Regions from separate parts of the Mus musculus genome. Here region 2 is linked to region 1. The links are chromatin contacts, called in public Hi-C maps. All regions are on one chromosome and are shown on one strand. Each heading gives the region's core, a stretch centred on a gene start, on an enhancer-like site or on the middle of the called end of the contact. The rest is flanking DNA. Distances are from core to core; before and after follow the strand shown.

What was found. A called contact is a pair of places that touch in the nucleus more often than the background predicts.
Region 2: a contact with region 1 is called in a Hi-C map of liver, with 3 times the contacts expected there. The contact joins two enhancer-like sites. A contact is called at or near these places in 3 of 39 promoter capture datasets (the C10 cell line, liver and pre-B cells) and 7 of 484 Hi-C or Micro-C datasets (the AML12 cell line, the HPC-7 cell line, epidermal suprabasal cells and 2 more).

The regions. Positions count from the first base shown.
Region 1 is chr1:30,781,010-30,785,575 of GRCm38.p6, forward strand. No RefSeq gene overlaps it. Among named protein-coding and RNA genes, the nearest start is that of Phf3, 80 kb to the right of the region's middle. Within about 2 kb of position 2,597, at least 2 of the 459 cell types and tissues checked have an H3K27ac peak or open chromatin away from gene starts, as enhancers often do. A contact at or near this core is called in liver, where this site is marked.
Region 2 is chr1:31,013,605-31,017,529 of GRCm38.p6, forward strand. No RefSeq gene overlaps it. Among named protein-coding and RNA genes, the nearest start is that of Gm28644, 3.8 kb to the right of the region's middle. Within about 2 kb of position 1,842, at least 5 of the 459 cell types and tissues checked have an H3K27ac peak or open chromatin away from gene starts, as enhancers often do. A contact at or near this core is called in liver, where this site is marked.

The DNA.
Region 1 (4,566 bases), core at 1,347-3,846:
ACAAAGCCACATAATTTGCCATTCTAGACATCAAGATGCAAAACTGGAGTAACTAAGACAACGTGACATTGATGCACGAATAGACAAGCAGACTAAGAGTACAGAGAAGAGACATGGGACTATTTTCAAAGGGACACAACCATCAGCAGGAAGGGATGTGCTACATAGTAACACATTCCTGCAGAGACCTGTAATTGCATCTGTGCCCTAAACAAAATACAAGATATTTTTCAGATGCACAAAGAGTTTGGTTCTTTGTACAAGGGACAAAAATTGTAACTGTTTCAGGAAATAGCATAAAGTTTCAGTAGTAGCCAGGTACAGTAGTGCATGGGACTCAGGTGGCACAGGCAGGTGGTGCTCTATAAGCTTCAGGCCTGCCTGGTCTGCTGCATAGCAAGTTCGAGGCCAGCTGAGGATACATAGTAAAAAACCGTCTTTAAAAATAAAATAGTATTTTTAATATCATACTAGGGGAAAGGTTCATAGATAAATTTCAAAGCAATTAAAGCCATAAGAAAAAGACTATGATTTCAACTATGCAACAATTCTGAACGTCTATTCTTTGTAACATATCAGTGGCCATGGCTACAACCCTGTGCACAGCTGGATCCTCACGTAGTCCTGACTCAGAGGCCATCACGGTGGCTTATAAATAGTGGAACACTACATTTCAAACATGCCAAATTAAAAAACTGAAACTATAAAAAAAATTATTTTCCTTCATTTAGGGCAGTGGTTAAGCTCCCTGAGTGTAAGACTAAAGTTACAGAGACAATACACTTGTGACTGTCCAGATCTCAAGAATTCTTTGGGCTATGTTTTTGTGTTGATGAGGGAAGTGGTAGATTCAACGAGGTTGGTTTTATCATTCATCTGTGAGCTGTATGTGTACATGGGATGTATAACCGAGTCCACAATAAGCTAAAAGGCTATGAAATATTATGTAGGGCATTTTTTAATGTTAGAACTGAGCTTGGGGAAAGTACTGGAATTGTACAAACAAGTGACAGAAATTAGCTCCACTGTAATGAGAGATTTCTATGTTAGATTTATGGTGCTTTTACCTGCTGTGAAATCTTGCTAATGTTTGTGGGCTTGTCAGTTTTCCTTGTCTTCCCTGCTATGTGTGGAATATATTTTCATCCATCTAGGAAGAGCTCTGTGTAGCTTCAATCTGTAATATATGTGAGAGTTATTATGGCATAGGGGAAACACAAAATTAAAAATATTTCAGGCTCAGGTCTTATGGTTGTGCTTATGGTGTAATTTACTTGTTCCCTATTTATATTTATTTAGGATAACTCAAACATTTTAATGTTCTAGATTAAAATACGGGAAAGTCTGTTGAAATTTACATTTATGTTTTAAAATATAGCTATTTTAATTTTCAAATATATTCACCTACACCTGTTAACTCAAAGGATCTGCTTCAATACTTCACTCATCCAGGGACCTGGGCATGAATGGAAGCTCTGAAGAGGTGGTTGTATTAGTCAGGGCTGATAGTGTGTGTGTGTGTGTGTGTGTGTGTGTGTGTGTGTGTGTGTGTGTGTGTTACAGGCTGTGGTCTGGGTACTCCAACAATGACTGTCTCCTGATGGAAACGTCAATAATCTGGTAGTTGTTCAATCCACAAGACTGGCTGTCTCAGTCCCAATGTAGGGATTGAGTCCATCAGGATTCCTAGAGAGGGGCTTGTCTTCTGTCTCCACTGCAATCCCATAGAAGTAGGTTCTAATCCCAGCAAAGGAATGCCTCCAGTTAGATGAACTTCGCAGAAAAGAGTGGGGACAAGCAGGTAAAAGCATGAGCATCCTTCTTCTGTGTCCTTCTATATGGGTTGCTGATGAACACCAGCTCCAACAATGTGTTCAGAGGTCCCAGGAAGTGATGTGGAGTTGGAGGCAATGTAAAGCAGGCACACACTCACATACACTGGTGGATGAAGCAAGCTCCAATGAACAAGCTCCTACAACTTTACACATACATAAACACATACGTACATGCATACATACATACATACACACATACACTCATACACATTCACACATTGCGTGGATGAAGCAAAGTTTGAACCACGTTACACGCATACACATACATGCATTTTGTGGATGGATGGAGCAGAGTTCCAATGATCAAGTTCCAACCATTTTACACACATACACATATATACACATATACATATATACACATAAACACATTTGATGAATGGAGAGAGCTTCAACAAACTTCTCAAATATACATATACATTACATATACAAATATAAATGCATATACATTTGCATATATATATATAGTTGGTAGATGGAGCAAGCTCCAATGAGCAGGCTCCAACTCATTTTTTTTTGCATAGCCTGTTTATAGCACCTAAGACAAAGTTCTCTGTGTAAGAAAAAGATTACCTCATAGCCACAAGTCACATATTCTCTATAAAATGTCACCACAACAAAATCATATTATTCAAAAACAGATTAAAATCATTACACAAAATGAAATTATAATAGGACTATTGATTATGCAGTTCTCTTTCAAAACCCATACCTAACTAAACATTTTCCAGCTATCTTTCTCTCCACAAGTTCATCATAACACCAATCCAATAATTTTTTGTCACTGATTAACAAGGTTTAAACAAGCCAGTCTATAGTAGGAATTTTTCCTATGCTTACCTGACAACAATTTTTATTTACCAAGAAACAGATCATCGTCTATCTTATGTCTTATTAAATCTTGTTAAGTTAACTGGCTAGGCATCTATTCTCTATTCCTATAATAGAATTATTTTCTCTTTGTTCATAATTCTGTCTTTTCCTGGTGCACACCAAAACCGATGGCCACATCCCTAGATCAGAAAATTCAGAAACTCAGCCCCAACCTAGAATGAATGTTTTCTTTAATTATTAACTTCTCCCAACCCTATTTTTCTCTTCCAAGGACAATTACGTGCTTGTAGCTCATGAAAGCTCACTGCGCTCCTTTTCTAGCCTATGCAGCCCTCACTATTCTACGGGGGGGGGGGGCACGTTCTACCTTAGTTCTAAGTTTATTATATGCTTCTGCAAATCAACATAAACCATCTCCTTAAACTCTCTATCAAACTCTAACGTCCTAAAACTATTTACATCAAACATTAATTCATCCAAATAGTATTATTTTATGAAAGTTCATCTTCATATTGATCTACAGGGAAATGGCCCAATAGAGTGGGCTGTCTCCCAAGAAGCTCACTTGCCCACTGCAGCTCTTTCTGCATGGCGTCCACCAGGCTGTTACCAGAAAGTTTGGCCCAGACTTAGGATGGAACTTTGGACTTCAAATTATCCAATCAAGAAAATCCCTCAGAGTCATGCCCTACTGCTTGGGTCTTAGTTGATTCCAGATGTAGTCAAGGTGACAACCAGGATTAGGCAGGACAGCTGTCATCTTTCCCCAGCACATGGTTACTACACCAACACCACGTTTCCCTATGCTGAAGCTTTGTCATCTATTTATAGGTGTCCTCACACCTATACCCCGTGCCCCTATACACAGCTCACCCTTTTAAACCAAAGGAAAGCTCAGACCATGTAACAACCGAATTTCTAGAATATGTGTGAGAACAGGAGAGATGATATGAAGAACAATTGATTAAAGATAATATGAATTTGGAGATTGGAGTAATGAGTCAAGTGTTAAAGCTCTTACTGTTCTCACAAAGAACCCGAGTTTGATTCCTGGCACCCTTGTTGAGCTCAGAACTGCCTATAATTCCAGTTCCAGGAAATCCAATTCCCTCTCTGGCTTCAGTCAATGCTCACATACACTGCACATAACCCACACACAGACATATAAAAAATAAATATTTATACTAACCCAGCTTTGCTTGCTGGATTGACATATGTCCCTTTCAAATGGATACTACTCAGTTAGCACCTGTGATTTGGTGATTCTTGGTGGTCTGAAGTGTAGGTGACACATACAAATAACTATTCAAGTCTGCATTAATCAACATTCATTCCATTAAATTGACTTACTCAATGACTTAATATATTGTGTATAGCACTTCCAAATGCCCTGACAGAATACACAATAAGAAAAGTATATGCTTTACAAACAACTAAGACAGATGTAGAAAAATATGCTGCCTTGCTACCAAGGAAGAAGTGAAAGAAAAATAAAGAAGAGACAAAAGGGAAGAGAGAGACAGAGATTGAAAAATGAAGAAGAGAACAGAAGCTGACCATGATAACACCCTGTAGTAATCTCAATACCTAGGAGACTGAGATAGGAAAGTTAGAAGCCAGCCTAAAGTCTATAGCAAATTTAGAATGAAAGATGGTGTGCATTGAATCTAACAATATCTCTGGCCTTTTGGAAGGCCCAGGTAAAACATAAAATGTTGCTACAAAATCATCATCTAAGAAAAGAAAATACACCCATCCTTGCACCAAAGACAGAACTAATCCTGGCTCTGAACTTTAACTAAAATGCAATAAGCAAGCTTAATTTTCAAATAAGAAATTTAGCAATACATGTTATCTTTAAGGACCAACTTTTTATAAGTGAGATAGTACATATTTGGAC
Region 2 (3,925 bases), core at 592-3,091, 230 kb after region 1:
CCTTCCTTCCTTCCTTCCTTCCTTCCTTCCTTCCTTCCTTCCTTTCTTTCTTTCTTTCTTTCTTTCTTTCTTTCTTTCTTTCTTTCTTTCTTTCTTTCTTTCTTTTTGTCATGGAGACTTGAAACCAATTAATGGTATTTGAGGAGTTTGAAACAATTTCTCAAAACCTTGGGACTAGAGAAACTGCAGGAACAGCTGCTTCTGACCAGAAACCTTGGAAATATCCTCTTCAGAACAGCCTGCCCTTCCTGAGTAGCGAAAATCCCAGCTCACATTCCAAGAAACTTTAAAGGTGATGATTAAATGCTTGGAAATTTGCATGCATATTTGTCAGCAAACTTAAAACTTTCCCTACTATTTTGCAAAGTTATTCCAGAGGTAATTCATATCTCTGCTTTAGTAATCTCTATTTAGCTGAATACAGCTAGTTCTGATGGAAAGGACATTTGCCTATGACATCATTTCTGCTTTTCCCTTGTTAAAATCTTTGTCTGGGCCTGCCTGAATCCCTATGACAGGGCTGCCCCAACCTCTCCCTGGCTGCTCACTGCTCAGATTCTTGACTCTAGAAATGTCCTCAAAGTGCAGGAAGGTCAGGGTGATCACTCATTGTCCCTTCCTCCTTTCTAAGCAATAAGTAATGAGGGTCTCTATTCTCTTGGGGCTTTCATCCGAAGATAGAGAATCTCAATCAACCTTCTCTTTCAGTGAATAACAAGTGAACTCCGTCAGGTTTCAAGCCCTCCTGTTCAAGGTGATTAGTTTTGGACCCCAACCAGATTAGTTGGCTCTTTTCTTTGGAGGTGGGAATTCCTCTACAACAAGTGTCTTTCCCCTGGAGATCACTGAAAACAGTATGTTAAGATCCCATTTCCGGGATTCCTATCTAATTGGCCTGAGCCTGGCAGTCATTGTCTTCACCAAATAAAAGGCTAGGTGTTAGTCAATCCAAAGCACTAATTTCTTAGTTCCAAAAACATTTACCAAAAGAAGCATTTCAGGGGGAAAATGAAGGCCATAGAAGTCCTTCCTGGTAACTAGAACCCATGAATATGTGTGCCATGCTCAGAGGACTGTCAGGTCTTGCGGTGGCTTAGGACTAATTGCAGGTTACAACAACATTTTCAGATGCAAAGACTGTCAAGTGGTGACATAAACATTGCTTGTTTTCTGAGGGGAACTTTATGTAGACTTCCATCAAATACCCGAGTCTGGATGTGCAAGGCTCATTCAAATGGTGTATTTGTATAAAACCTTCTGAGACCATCCTGTGTGCTCTAGGTAAGTTAAGCACGCTTAACCAAAAGCAGATGCTTTGTAAATAGTTGCTGTGCTGATGATTTAGGGAATACTGACAAGAAAAATGTTTTTTTATATTTCTTTCCAGTTCCCCTGCCCATAACTTTTGATTGGCTGAACCCATGGATGCAGGATCTTTGTATGGAAAGTTGACTGTATTGAAAAAAAATCACAAACTGTAAATAATAACTAGGCTTACCTTTTCTCACAGTGGTGTTCCCTTTCTATAAAGTGAGAATTGCTTCTGAGCACTTATCATCCCTGAGATTAAAATTCAGTTAGCTCTAATGTCAAAGAAGTGACTATAAATCCTTCACCTTCAAGTCCAAATTAAATTATAGACGAAATGGGAAGGGTTCATTTGTAGGAGGTCCATGGGATCAGGTATTTTTTAACACGATAATTTTAATCCAATCTTTTCTCATAATGCATCCTTTGTGACATTAACAAAATATCCTTAAACCTTTGTGACTGGCTTTCAAGTACCAGTAAAACAGAGCTGTAACATGACCTATGCCCCAAATAAACACAGCTATTGACTTTTAATGTCCAAATGTTCTGAGAGGCTATCAGCTTCCTGATCCTTGATACTCGTGGGCACAGTTATGACTCATTCATGTGAGGCTATTTTATTTTGGGGTTGCTTTAGGACTCATAGTTTTAAAAAAATTCTGTTTTTATTTGTATTCACATTTCAGCTTATGATATAATTTCAACTGTGAAGGAATGATGGCATATACACAATTGAAAATATTAGTTGTAAACATAATTTCCTTACCATTTAACACAATAAGAAAGTCACATTATTGTTCTAAAAACTACCACCACCACCCCCTTTATTCACAGGAACCATATCTATATTATCTTGTTGCCTGAAAGCTCGTTTCAATGTTACATATATAACCTTTTGGGTTTCTTTGAGACAAGTTCTCTCTCACCTTGTATCCTTGGCTGCTGTAGAACTCAATATGCAGACCATGCTAGGCTTGGATACATAGATATCCATCTGCCTTTACCTGCTCAGTTCTGGGACTAAGGACATATGCCACCACACCCAACTGTGTATAAAAATGTTTTGTAAGTACTGGGTGTGTTGGCTTAAACCAATCCCACATTTAAGAATGTGTGTGTTAAAGTGGCTCTTGGTTTATTTACTTCCATTCTGTGGTGAACTCTTTTACATGCAGAAGCTCAGGGCCGAATGCTCTCTGAAGACCACTTTCTTCCAGCTCTGAACCTTGGCTTGGAAGAGACTGCGCAGCAGCACAGAAACACATTGTGCCCTCTGCATTTCCACTTCCTTTGTGGTAGTTTCTCAACAGAATTGCTCTACTGATGGGCATCTCTCTCTGGACGTGATGTCTTCATTTAAAATGTTTGCCTAACAGTTCACTACAGTTTGTGTGGTTTAGAAAATCGATCTGGGATTCCCGACACGTTTCCCAGTACAAATGCCCTTCAGTCTGTTTAGGACAGGTCTTCCATCTGTACAAGGTCACTTAAATTTTGAATCCAGTCCTAGGATGCAAGGCTCAGTTATTCTATCTTGCTAATTTCTGTAAATCATGCATTCCAGTCCATTAACCCCACAGTAGATGGAAAGAGTAAAGAGCCTCATATCTAAGAAGAAACAACAAATTCCATAGTTCTGTAAGCACTATTCTTTGAAAACCCGAGCATGCAATTAAGAACCTATGAGTGCCGAGATATATATTTTCATGTATTCTTTTAATCTATCACGCCCTTTAAAGCAGAAAATAATGACAGTTATTTTGACGCCTCTTTTCTTCTCCCTCTGTCTACTCCCGCATTCCCTCCTTCTCTTACCTTTCTTTTCCCTTCCATGGTCTCACATGTGAGCCTTCCTCCTCTGCCTCCTGAGCACTCTATTATAGAAATGGGCCACCATAGCAGTTCCATTAGTTCTGTAGTTCTATAAGGGTATTGTTGGGGATTTCTTTCTGCTAATGCTTTGACACTTCCTGGTTCCACTGGGTATAGGAAGCACATATCAGGCACACAATGCACTAATTATTAACTAATAAGGAGCTATAATTTCACCCTTAAAATAAAAACATCTACTTTACATTATACACACACACACACACACACACACACATGTTTTGGAGACAGAGGCTTACAATGCAGCACAAGTTGGCCTTGAATTAGAGATGCTTCTCTCTCAGGTGCTGGGATTACAGGCACATGGCCACCAAAAGTGGTTCCAGTTCCACACAAGGATTTATTTTTTTAATATCCACGAATTTCAGGAACTAGGCTGTGATGTCTTTAATTAATTTAATTAATTACTTATGCACATGTGTGGCATGAATTCATGCCCCCCCTCTGTGTGTGTGTGTGTGTGTGTGTGTGTATGTATGTATATGTATGTATGTATGTGTACCCTTCCACCCCTATGTATGTGTGCCCATTGGCATGTGAATCAGAGGACAATTTGTGGGAGTCAGTTACCCCCTTCCATAATGGGATTCCTAGTGATCCAGCTCAACTGGTCAAGCTTGGCAGCAGGTGTGCTGCTTTAGCAAAGGGCCATTTGTGTCCAGGTGCCGGAGGGATCCAGTTTACCTGGAGCGTCTGGGACTCTGCAGTTAAACCATGGACTTGG